3 separate regions of the Rattus norvegicus genome follow, and all the other regions are linked to region 1. The links are chromatin contacts, called in public Hi-C maps. All regions are on one chromosome and are shown on one strand. The core of a region is the stretch at or near the end of the contact, and the rest is flanking DNA. Distances in the headings are between cores, read along the strand shown.

Region 1 (3,702 bases), core at 458-2,957:
TAAACTGAAAAAGTCTAATAAAACAGGAGGATTGATGCTTTCTTATAAACCCTGTCCAGTCTTTCACCAACTACAAGAATGTTTAATATGCTAGCCTAATGTAAGAACCCCATTCCCACTCAAGGCAAATATCAACTGTTTGTCATCAAAACTATACTTCATTTTGTGTTTTTAAACCAACACTGCATCAGTTCTAAGTTCAATAGCATATGGAAGTGTGTGTGGGGGTGTCTCACTACATACTTCTGGCTGGCCTAGAACTTACCGAGATTTGCCTGCCTCTGCCTCCTAAGTGCTGGGATTTTAAGGCGTGTGCCACTATGCTATATGGCATATTTAAAAGTACATTTTGATGGTGGGTCTTCAATTTATGTACACCAAAAATTTGAAAAGTCTTAATTTCCCCTGTCTTAGTATCAGACCCTTACTAGAACATTCTGGTTATTTAAATAAAACATCTTAACTCTTCCATACAGTATGGCTTGTGTATGTGAAGACATTACTTGGTGAGCAGTCCTTAAGGGTTTTATGTTTGATTTTTTAAGTTACAAAACCGCACATCAGTAATTCCAGAATTTTCCTTGTCATCTAGAAATTAAAGCAGCGACTTTGGTAACCTTTTCATGTAGTGTGCTGTAAAAAACCAATGCCATCAGATAAGCAAAAACTATTTTTAACTTTTGCATTTAGGGCAACAGAAACATAACTGGGCACCTAAGATTTAACACATTTTCTTTACCACCCAACAACAGTTACAAAAAGGCATGCGCTTCAATAGACACAAAATGTAACACTAGGCAAAGGCTATCTGCTCTAACAGGCTAGCTGAGTGGGGCAGGCCCCTGACTTCTGACAGCACAGTGGCACGGATTTCCTTTCCGAAAGCAGAAGTGCAAACGATCCAACCACCTGCTTTCGGACAGCTCAACTTACGATTTGCCCTCGACCATCGAGTTTTCCACAAAATCTTACGTATAAACTGCTCCCTGATTAAGTGGGACAAATTGAAAGGCAATAAATCGTTTGCAAACGGTTACCAGCTGATTTTTAATAAAAGTTTTAGCTTTCCTGGGAGGCTGCAAATGAGCTACTAACCAGGGAGAGTTCTTGGAATACCAAGACTCTCGAGAAGGAGGCAACAAGTAAAGCTCCGGCCCTTAGGGGCTGCTTAAAGCCAAACAACTTACTCTGAGGCCGGGGAGCCAGGAAATGGGCTCACACTCTGCAACCAGTCAGAGCAAGAGGCCCAGGCCGGCTCCACAGCCCGATCCCAGCTTTGAACAGCCATTCGTGGGCAGACTCAACCCCACAGCTGCAGCCCGGCCCGCCCGAGGCCTCGGCCGCCCTCAGCCCCGCGCCTGCTCCGCTGGGAGTCAGCCGCCCGCCCCGGCCTCCCGCCGCCGCGTGCCTCCCAACCCGGCTCCCGCGTCCTGCGACGTCGCTCACCCGGGCCGGGACGGAGTGGCGTCCGAGAGACGGCGCAGCGCGAGAAGAGCTGAGCAGGACGAGCAGGGAAGGAAGGGTCGAGCCCCGCACCGCTTGGGGCCTCCGCCACCCGCAGAGGAAGGACCGAGCAGAGCCGGGAGCACAACAGCCCGCGCCTCGCACACCCGCCGCAGCGCGCGCCCGCCGCGCCTGAGCCCGAGGCAGGCCCGTCGCTCGTGCCCGCGCACGCCGCGCCGCACTCCCAGTCGCCTCAGCGCCGCCCGCCCGCCCGCGTGATCCCGCCCCTCACCTTCCTGCGGTGGCTTTGCCCCGCCCCTCTAGCATGCTCGCGTCCTTCCGGTCTGCAAACCAATGGCAGCTCTCCCCTGTTACATAAGCGCGCAGGGGCGGGGCCTAGGACGGGAACTGCAGAGCCCTCGCCCGCCTCCCTCCTTCCAGCCCTCTCTCTTGGTGGTGCCTCTGCGCGGGGGCGCTTTGTCCTGCCCCTGCGGTGTGTGACCTCCGGCCTACGGGCGGTGGTCGGCAGAGTGACTCGATAGTCACTCCCTTGTTTCCCACTCACCAGGCCTGGCCTCAGCCCCGCCGCCCTCGTTCTTCCCTGGCTAGCTCGGAGCCCTGTAAGGCGCTAGCCGGAGCGGCGGGGGAGTCGCGCCCGGGGCCCCGCGTGGCCGCCGGTCGGCCGTGACCCCTTGCCAGACTCGCTGCCATTGTTCTCTCACTGGTTCCGTGCTCAGGGTATTTTGACCTACCAGGGACTTTCACATAGTTGGAGACTTGAGCCTGAAAATCCTGCTAAATCCATCCGAGCCTGCTTAGCCTGTGCAGGCAGGCTATTGGATTGCTAATATTTGGGGAAAGAATAAAAGGTCGCTCCCTGCCACCACTTGATTTAGACAACGTAGTAAACTTAAAATACCTGATTAAGAGCGATTGCAATTCTAACATCGAGAACATCTAGTGGTGATTAGAAATGGTGGTGGTAAATATCTGCATTCCTTGCCCTTGTACCTGCAACATGTTGCTTCCCAGTTAAATCTAATTGGGTTATAGTTATACTGCATTTGTGGCCTTAAAAAAATCACCTTGTGGGCCAGACTGTCCTAGAACTCCTGACCCTTTCACCTTCACAGGAACTGTGACACGTGTCACCATGACAAGTTGGAATCTCAAATTTGCCTGGCAGTGTCCAGAGAATTGGTTGAATATGAGGATAGTCTACTTTCCTTGGACTATGATAGCCTTGTCACAATATTGTTTCAAATAGCCAGAAAGACGTGAGCTTGCTGCTTACTGCAGTTGGGCCATGATTGGAGTGTATTTATCTTTGATTTCACTTTTTTTGTTCACATTAGTTTTGTTACTATTGCTGATGGTAATCAGTTCTGTAAGCTCATTTTTATTACTCTTTAGCCAGTGACCAACAAAGTGCTGATATTGAACAGAATGTGTCTGAAGAGACTGAGGTTTGGAAAAGACATGTCAAGAAGCTATACTATGGGCTGGAGAGATGGCTCAGAGGTTAAGAGCACTGACTGCTCTTCCAGAGGTCCTGAGTTCAATTCCCAGCAACCACATGGTGGCTCACAACCATCTGTAATGGGATCTGATGCCCTCTTCTGGTGTGTCTGAAGACAGCTACAGTGTACTCATGTATATAAATAAATAAATAAATCTTTTTTTAAAAAGCTATAATATAACTATTAATGGTGGTCACATTTGTTGTATTTTGGGTTGAGAGTCTTGGAGGATCTAGACATGAGAAACACAAAGAGCTGTTTGTCTACGCATGAGTGTCAACACTGGAACTGGACCATGAAATCTGCAGCGGTGGGTCAGGGTGGGGTCTGAAGACTTCTGTTGTGAAGTAGGATTGGTTTGTCGTTTTTTCCTCCCGCGGCCTGGGGAAGTATTCATAATAGCTAATATTCCTTGAGTTTTTAATTCATATCTCATTTGAGAACTTAATAGAAGCAATAGGTGGAGTTCTCCATCTCAGGACAGGGCTTTGTTAAACCGGGTCTATCAGGAATCACGAGGTGTTTGGGTTCTACCTGGCTGGTGCCAATAGCATCCATTTACACTTGAGGCAACTAAGAGTTGAGGATGCTTACAGATGTCCCCTGGGGAGTCAGAGTTTACAGCAGTTTCCTTTGCTGCCACCACTTTATCTGCATCCTTCGTGCTTGAGGTTTTTTTTTTTTTAAATGCCACCCAGATTTCTTGTCTCCTCTATGCTTTTTGTCCTTTTTGTCACTC
Region 2 (3,702 bases), core at 590-3,089, 380 kb before region 1:
TACAGCCACAAAATAAATGAAGAATGTAGAGGCAAGATTCTGAGCGGTTAGAATATTGGTTCACTGACATGAATTTATAAAGTTAATTTGAAACTCAACTTTTCAAATGTCAGGACTGGGTTTTTCTGAATTAAAAAAAAAAGAAACCACTAAGTTTCAAGTCTCTTAAGTTTTCTTTTCATAGAAGTTCTTTCGGTTACTTGCTCAAGTTACCTTCTTTAGCTTACATCCTGTCATCTCCTGTGAGTTGAGAGCTCTAATGAAGTGACACTAAAAGTGCCCTTTGAGAGCAAAAGGGCAGGCCACCTGCAGTGCACTTTTACAACTTGTAACTTGTGGCTTCCGATCACCTAAGATGCTGTTTACTCAAAATCTCAGTATCACCTTTATCTATGAAAAACTGATCAACCCCAGTCTTCCTTATTAAAATAAAAGCCAGACAGAACTGACTTCTAGTCAGGGTCATCTAGACTTAAAAACTTAACATCAGACTGTAGACCTTATCTGATTCTTGGATTTCTGTTTCAGTGAACTGTCAAACTTAAGAATATAAACTCAATGTGTTACTTCTCAACTACTCCAAGATTCTGAAACACTTCACACACACACACAAAAAAAAATCAAAGAAGCTATTATTAGTTGTCTGCTACTAATTCAGCATAATCCTATCCAGGTTACCCTAATGTTTACGACCAAAACTGGTCAGCAGTTTAAAATTCATAACCACTGGTGCTATTTTAGAAAAAATATGCATGTATACATTAAATAATCACTTCTATTAAACTTAATATCCAACTAATTTGTTTGAAAATGAGCCAAGGTGTCTGGTGCCCTAGAGTCTTCCACATCCCCTCCTCCACTGCAGGGTTAAAGACAGAAAATACTTCATCTAGGGAAAACCCCAGGCAGTGCACATGGTATAATGTCCCTTTCGCGGTCCACAAGCCAGGGGTATGCTATTAGGAAGGAGCTCATGACCCTAAGGACCACCAACAGGCATCTCCCTATTAACTTTCTTCTAAAGCCTGGGGCTCCTCCCAGCGATTGAGCCACCCGCAGGAACAGGCCTCGGGCCTGTGAGGTTACAGGGTTCAACACGTGGTATTTCCCAACACTGAATCGTACTTCCTCCCCAGCCTGAATGCCGGGCCAGGGAAGGAGATGGAGGGGCGCCTCCACCCGTTGCTCCACTCCAGAGGGGGCTCGAAACCCCCGAACCCCACAGCTTGTGGCGGGAGCGCCGGGAAGGCTACCTTACCCACCCTCCCGGCGCGTCATCGCCCTAAAGTTTGAGAGCGACCGATGGCGAGAAAATGGTCGCAGAGGAGGAAGTGCCGGCCCGCGAGGGGCTGCGGCGCCGTGCCCTCCCGCCCCCTCGGCCCGGCCCGCTAGGCCCGCCGCCCCGGCCGCATGGCCGCCCGCCCGCCACCCTCCGGCCTGCCGCTTACCGTCCGCCGGCTGCTGGAAGTTCACGTACGCGTAGCCCAAGGAGCGGCGGGTGATCATGTCCCTGCAGACCCGGATGGAGAGGATGGGCCCGGCCGGGCTGAACTTCTCGTAGAGCATCGCCTCGGTCACGTCGGGGTGCAGGTCCCCCACGTACAGAGAGGCCATGGGGTAGCTGGGGGCGCTGGGGTTCATCTCGGCACGGCTGCCCGCGGGGCCGCAGGCCGCGACCTTTCCCGTGAGAGGAGGAGAGCGAGTGCGGGGCCGGGGGACGGAGCCGGGGGGAGGGGAGCGGGGGCGAGCGCAGAGGGACAAAATTCAACCGGAATCGACGCGTACTCAACGGCCGTGGAACCGGGGGAGCGAGGCTGGCGGTGCTGGGTCCGGGCGGCAGGAAGGCCTCGGTCTCTGGGTTCCTGCTTGGAGCTGCGGGGCCGCGGGCGGGCGGGTCGGTCTCGGCTGCTTCACCGGGTTATTTTATAAAAGAGGAAGAAAAAAAAATAAAGTCTCCGGCGGGGGAGACGCGGATTTTTTGTAAATTTTTTTGGGTTTTTTCAAAGGATTTTTTAGATTTTTTTTGGATTTTTTAATAATAAATGTGTGTTCCGAGCCCGGAGCACACACTCCGCACTCTCAGCACTAACCGCCGGGGAGAAGGGGAAGCACCGCCTCCTGCACCCTCTACTTATACCCCCCGCCGCACTCGCCCCGCCCACGCGCGTCTGACGCCAGGGCCCTACGCGAGCGACGGCGCCGGAGGAGGCGGAGGAAAGCGCAGAGGAAGGGAGAGGTGGCGGCGGCAGCGGCTGCTGCGGGCGTGGGGGTGGTGGCCGAGGCGGGGCGGGGCTTCTGCGCACGCGCCCCAGCCAGGGGCCGACTTCCCGCTGCGCAGGGCCAGGAAAGGGCGGGGCAGTTAGTAGGCGGTCCCGGCGCGGCTGCTGGCCACGCCCCTCGCGCACACGCCCCGCCTCCGCCCGAAAGAGCGTTAACCCGTCAGCGCAGCGGGTGGGCGGCGCGCGGGGCTTCCGGGTTTCTGGGCGCCAACCGCCCCTCACGTGCGCGAATAGTCGCGGCCTCTTCCCGGCGCCGCGGCTGGGGTTCTGCCTCGCTAGCCCCCCGCCCCGAGCGGCGCCGGACACGGGTGGGCGGGCGTGAGCCTCTGCCGGCCGAGTTTCCGAGGTGGACGCGGAGGGAGGCAGGGTAGCTGCCACGTTCTCCTACCCGGACCGCACTACGAGTCCCAGCGGGCAGCGCCGCCACGCGCGTGGGCCGCGGAAGCGGTGCCTGCCGGGAGCTGGAGTTCTCAACGGCCGCGGGCTGGCTGACCTCAACCGGACCCCAACCGTCCCGGGCGTGACCCAGCACGGGTCCAGGACCCTTGACGAGGGGGAGGGGAGGGAAGGGGAGGCGGCTGTTGGAAGTCTGGCGCTTAAGATATTCTGTCGGAATCTCTGAGCTGCTTCCTACATTTTTTACAGTGGTAAACAGGACTCGAGAAAAATGGGTTTTCCTTTAAAGTATGCGTTTCTCACAGTTACTCTGTCACTCTTAACCAAACAAACCTAGATAGCCTGCTTAAGCAGGCTTCGTGGCCACGCCTTTCACCCGCTTAACCAGGGGTGGCGCCGATGCCTTTAACCCAGCGTTATAGAGGCAGGGTCTTGCAGATCTCCGAGTTGAGGGGCACCCTAATCTACATATCTAGCTCCTGGGTGCCAGTGTTGGGGGATGATGTAAATGATTGATAGCCACAAATAGAAATGACATTACATCAACATAAAAACCACACTTTAGTAGGTTTCTACAGTTTTGAAGTCCTATATAAACATCCTTTGACAGTGATGTGTGGGAAGTGAAGCAAATAGTACTTACTAATTTTACGGTTAACAGTGTCAAAAGTTAAATGACTGCTCAGCTCTTTAATGCAATGATCGTCAGTGCATACTTAGCCTATTGCCTAGTGTAAATTAGTCATAACTCTTCTCAGTTAGAATTTAGGTCCAGAGAATCTTAGATGCTGTTCCCATCTTCCCATTCTCACCTCCCCACTCATATTAATGGAAGATAATAGTTTTGAAAAATACGTTGTATGCTTTACAAATGAGTATCGTTTAAGGCTGTTCTTTAGGAAAACATACTACACAATCTGTTTACTCAAATAAGGCTATAGTTTAAATAGTTAATCAAAAACACCCTTCACTCTACTAGGAGCATAGTCGGTTCCATTAGTATAGTCATTGAATGCCTATCATGCTG
Region 3 (3,702 bases), core at 800-3,299, 270 kb before region 1:
TATACATGGACTGACCCTGGACTCTGACCTCATAGGTAGCAATGAATATCCTAGTAAGAGCACCAGTGGAAGGGGAAGCCCTGGGTCCTGCTAAGACTGAACCCCCAGTGAACTAGACTGTTGGGGGGAGGGCGGCAATGGGGGGAGGGTTGGGAGGGGAACACCCATAAGGAAGGGGAGGGGGGAGGGGGATGTTTGCCCAGAAACCAAAGAATTATTATTAAGTATTAAATAAATAAAAAAAACTAAAAAAAAAACATAATTGGTTGTCGTATCGTAAACTTAATTTCTGTTCTCTGCTTTGGTGGTTGTTAGGCAGGGGGTGAGCTTGTAACCTGGGGGTACAGGTTTGTTTGGGGGGAATAAACTGGAGACAACTGGTCTCGTTGGGGATTACCCTGGAGTCTGGAGCCAAGCTCAGGTTTGTTGGAGGGAGGGGGCAACTTGGAAACTAATGCTAGGTACCTATTTGTTAGTTTACCTGAGTCCAAACTTAAGTCAGGTTCTCTAAAATGGAGTCTGAACTTAAAAGATTTGGCCTCTCATCCTCCCTTTCTCTTGTGACTAGAAGGCCCAATCATGGAACTTCCTGATGCTTCATGTAAACAGTAACAGTGCTGTGTCTTTGTGGTGTCCCTTGGGCATGGGAAAAGGCCCATCAATGGGAGACAAGAGAGAGTCTGGAGGCTGAATTCTGTTGGCCAGGGTCTTCTTCAACTGGAAACACATGCTCAGTTGATCCACATTGCAACACTGTAGCACAGGGACCCTTTTTCAGTGAAGCTCTAGTGACCCCTGGCAATGTCTCTTGACTAGGACCCACCCTCCCGGCTAAAGTTGGTGGAGCTCCAGAAGTGGGCCTGTTTAATGGAAAACACAAAGTTTAAGCCCAACACATTTGTGTACTCATTGAACACCCTCAAGATCGTGGAATAACTTCTGTCAGTAGGTGGACCAAACCTAACTTTAAAGGAGTGAGTCCCGGGGCTGGGGATTTAGCTCAGTGGTAGAGCGCTTACCTAGGAAGCGCAAGGCCCTGGGTTCGGTCCCCAGCTCCGAAAAAAAGAACCAAAAAAAAAAAAAAAAAAAAAAAAGAAAGAAAGAAAAGCTGGTGTGTTTTCTTTTTACTTTTGGGGTTACCCTGGCCTTGGGAAGAGGGCACTTTTGATCTTCAGCCCCCTCAGGGGGCAGTGATGCCTCAGCATGGGCCGCAGAGGAACCCCCTTCAACCTCATCATACTGTGCCTCTACTAAACATATCCTGGCTCTTTCTTTTTTGTAAAAGGTGCTGTGACTCAGATTTTGAAACTCACAGGTTGCACGAGTTCATACTTCCCTGTTGCCACATGGACTTCGCAGCCATCAGATCTCTTGCCTATCTACCCAAATACCAGTGAGTTGGTAAGCTCCCTCCTTCCACTGGTCAGTTTAAACATCTCCTAGTCTGAAAGGAGGAGAGCTGTTGAGCTCGCAGACACCCTGTGGTGTCCTTGAGGAGGCATTCAGTCTTTATGACTGGTTTTCTCACTAACCCTTCATTCATTCATTCTCTCTCTCCCTCTTTCTCTCCCTCCCCCTCTCCCTCTCTTTCACACTGTTGAAAATAATTCTAAGCTTAGGTAAGCCATTCTTCCTCAGACTCTGAGCCCCACAGCTTGGGCTAGTTCACTGCGTGATGACCTGGTGATCTGATTTGGCTGCCTGTTTCCAGCTACTGTATTTGTCCTCAGACGCTAGAAAGAGAAAGTCGCTAGCTCCTACTCTCAACCAGGGAATGTCTTTTCCACCACATCTCCTGGTTAAAATTTGCCCCCATACCCACCAATCAATAACTCTAAATGGCCACTTACTGGCACTTTAATAACAAACTTTTACGACTCTCTCGCGCTAGCAATCTCCAGGCCATTTCCCCTGCCTCACTCCCTCGTTGCTTCTTCTCCACTCCGGATTCCCTGCCCTCTGATTCGGCCGCCACCACGCCCTTTAGCCCCGCCCCTTGTTCTCTTAGCCGCTGCTGCCTGTCTGTCCTGAACTCTCCACATTCCCCCTGACTGCTAGACCTGACTCCATAGCAGCCAACCAGCTGACTAGAGCTCAGGCAGCAAGGACAGTGCACACTGTGTGCTGCCACCGTCCCCCAACCCCGCCACCTGGCGGTGCTCTGTGCTGCGGGCGTGATCTCCCACACCGCCCTGAGTTCCCGGAGCACACTCGCTCTCCATCCTAAGCAGAGTGGCTAGAAGACTGAATGCTGCTTCAGCCGCTGCTCTCTGCCCTACCCTCCTTGTCAATAATCTGCTCTGCAGTCCGCAGTTGTGCTCCTGTGGCCACTGCCTGCTGCCAAACAGCACCCCTCACATTGCACTGCTTAGATTTTCCATGTTTGTCTTTGCTGTTTCTCTTGTTCCGTTTTAAGATACACAGCCGGGTTGGGGATTTAGCTTAGCGGTAGAGCGCTTGCCTAGCAAGTGCAAGGCCCTGGGTTCGGTCCCCAGCTCCGAGAAAAAAAAAAAAAAAAAAAAAGATACACAGCCACATTTCTACAGCTCCATCCTAAGGTATAACACGTGACTCCTAGCGCCATCTTAACTAGGGGAAGTCTTGTGACTGCCCGACATCTTTGTTGTGGGCAGATAAGGTTTTGCTATGTTATTGCTTCAGTGCCATCTTAGATAAGGGCAGTCACATGGCTGACTGTAGCTTCAGCGCCATCATTGTTATGCCTTTAGGAGTACAGTTTGTCAAAGTCACTTAGCAAGATAAGATTTTCGTTCTATCCTGCCTTGGTCAATAATGATTTCTAAACAGTAAAAAGTTAACGATCACCGCCTTAAATGTAAGTTTAGCCTTGTTTTTGCTATTGTCATTAAGTCACAGTGTGTTCTCTTTATTTGCTAGATACATTCTAGAACAAATAATTAAACAAAGCTTGTCTAACTCACATATGATTAATAGACCAGTTCTCGATCTTGTCAGAAATCTGCTAAATGAAATGTTAAATGTTTAAACTTATTATGATAAACAGAGACTCCCAAATCCTGACAGTTTATTCCCCAACGTCTCCAAAAAAGATATGAGCACAGCAAAAAAGAATTCTACCAGGATTGAGATATGATAACCACTGAGACACACTGCTCCATTGCCTTGCTGCTGCCAGGGCTCAGCCTGCACTGTGGGCAGACAGAGGACACCCAGAGAGTTAGACGTCTCATATCGCCTAGATGATGTGGACCATTTCTCCCACACTCTTCCCCCACAGGAAAAAGCTTCTCGTCTCTGGGCCTGATGGCCAAACCACCTCTGCCCAAGTTATGATGGAGACCACAGGGTCCTAGAAAGTGTTCAGGTAGTGGATTGTAGACCAACTTCTGTCATTTTAATTAATATATAAAATTTAGATCATAATTTCTTCTTCCCAGGTTTCTGATTACCTTGACAGCTAGAAAACAGACCCAGCTCCTCACCCCAAGGCAACTCACTACTATATTAGTCATTAGTCAACTTGCTAACTAGCTAAGACTGCAGGTCTCTTACCAAAGTCAGACAGGTGTGCCTTGCTCACAGAGTTCACAATAAAGGATACACAAGTTCAGATGTAACCTTATCTAAACTCAGTTTTCGGTGACTAACTGCTTCATATTTCTCCTTCTTGCTATGCCACTGTCCTAACATTAACCAATAGATTTCTTATAAATTAGCCTA

Evidence for each region. Hi-C and Micro-C count contacts between places; a contact is called where the count stands out from the background.
Region 2: a contact with region 1 is called in a Hi-C map of liver, with 3 times the contacts expected there. The contact joins the promoter of Pabpc1 here to the promoter of Zfp706 in region 1. A contact is called at or near these places in 2 of 12 Hi-C or Micro-C datasets (frontal cortex and liver) and 1 of 1 datasets of contacts at active chromatin or transcription factors (oligodendrocytes).
Region 3: a Hi-C map of liver shows a contact between it and region 1, with 3 times the contacts expected there. The contact joins the enhancer-like site here to the promoter of Zfp706 in region 1. A contact is called at or near these places in 1 of 12 Hi-C or Micro-C datasets (liver) and 1 of 1 datasets of contacts at active chromatin or transcription factors (oligodendrocytes).

Annotation. Positions count from the first base shown.
Region 1 is chr7:70,057,452-70,061,153 of GRCr8, forward strand. Zfp706 (zinc finger protein 706) reads right to left here and starts at 1,708. Exons shown (of 4, transcript NM_001394374.1): 1 at 1,447-1,708.
Region 2 is chr7:69,672,967-69,676,668 of GRCr8, forward strand. Pabpc1 (poly(A) binding protein, cytoplasmic 1) reads right to left here and starts at 1,840. Exons shown (of 15, transcript NM_134353.3): 1 at 1,449-1,840. The coding sequence starts at 1,641.
Region 3 is chr7:69,788,697-69,792,398 of GRCr8, forward strand. No RefSeq gene overlaps it. Among named protein-coding and RNA genes, the nearest start is that of Ywhaz, 58 kb to the right of the region's middle. Within about 2 kb of position 2,050, at least 89 of the 93 cell types and tissues checked have an H3K27ac peak or open chromatin away from gene starts, as enhancers often do. A contact at or near this core is called in liver, where this site is marked.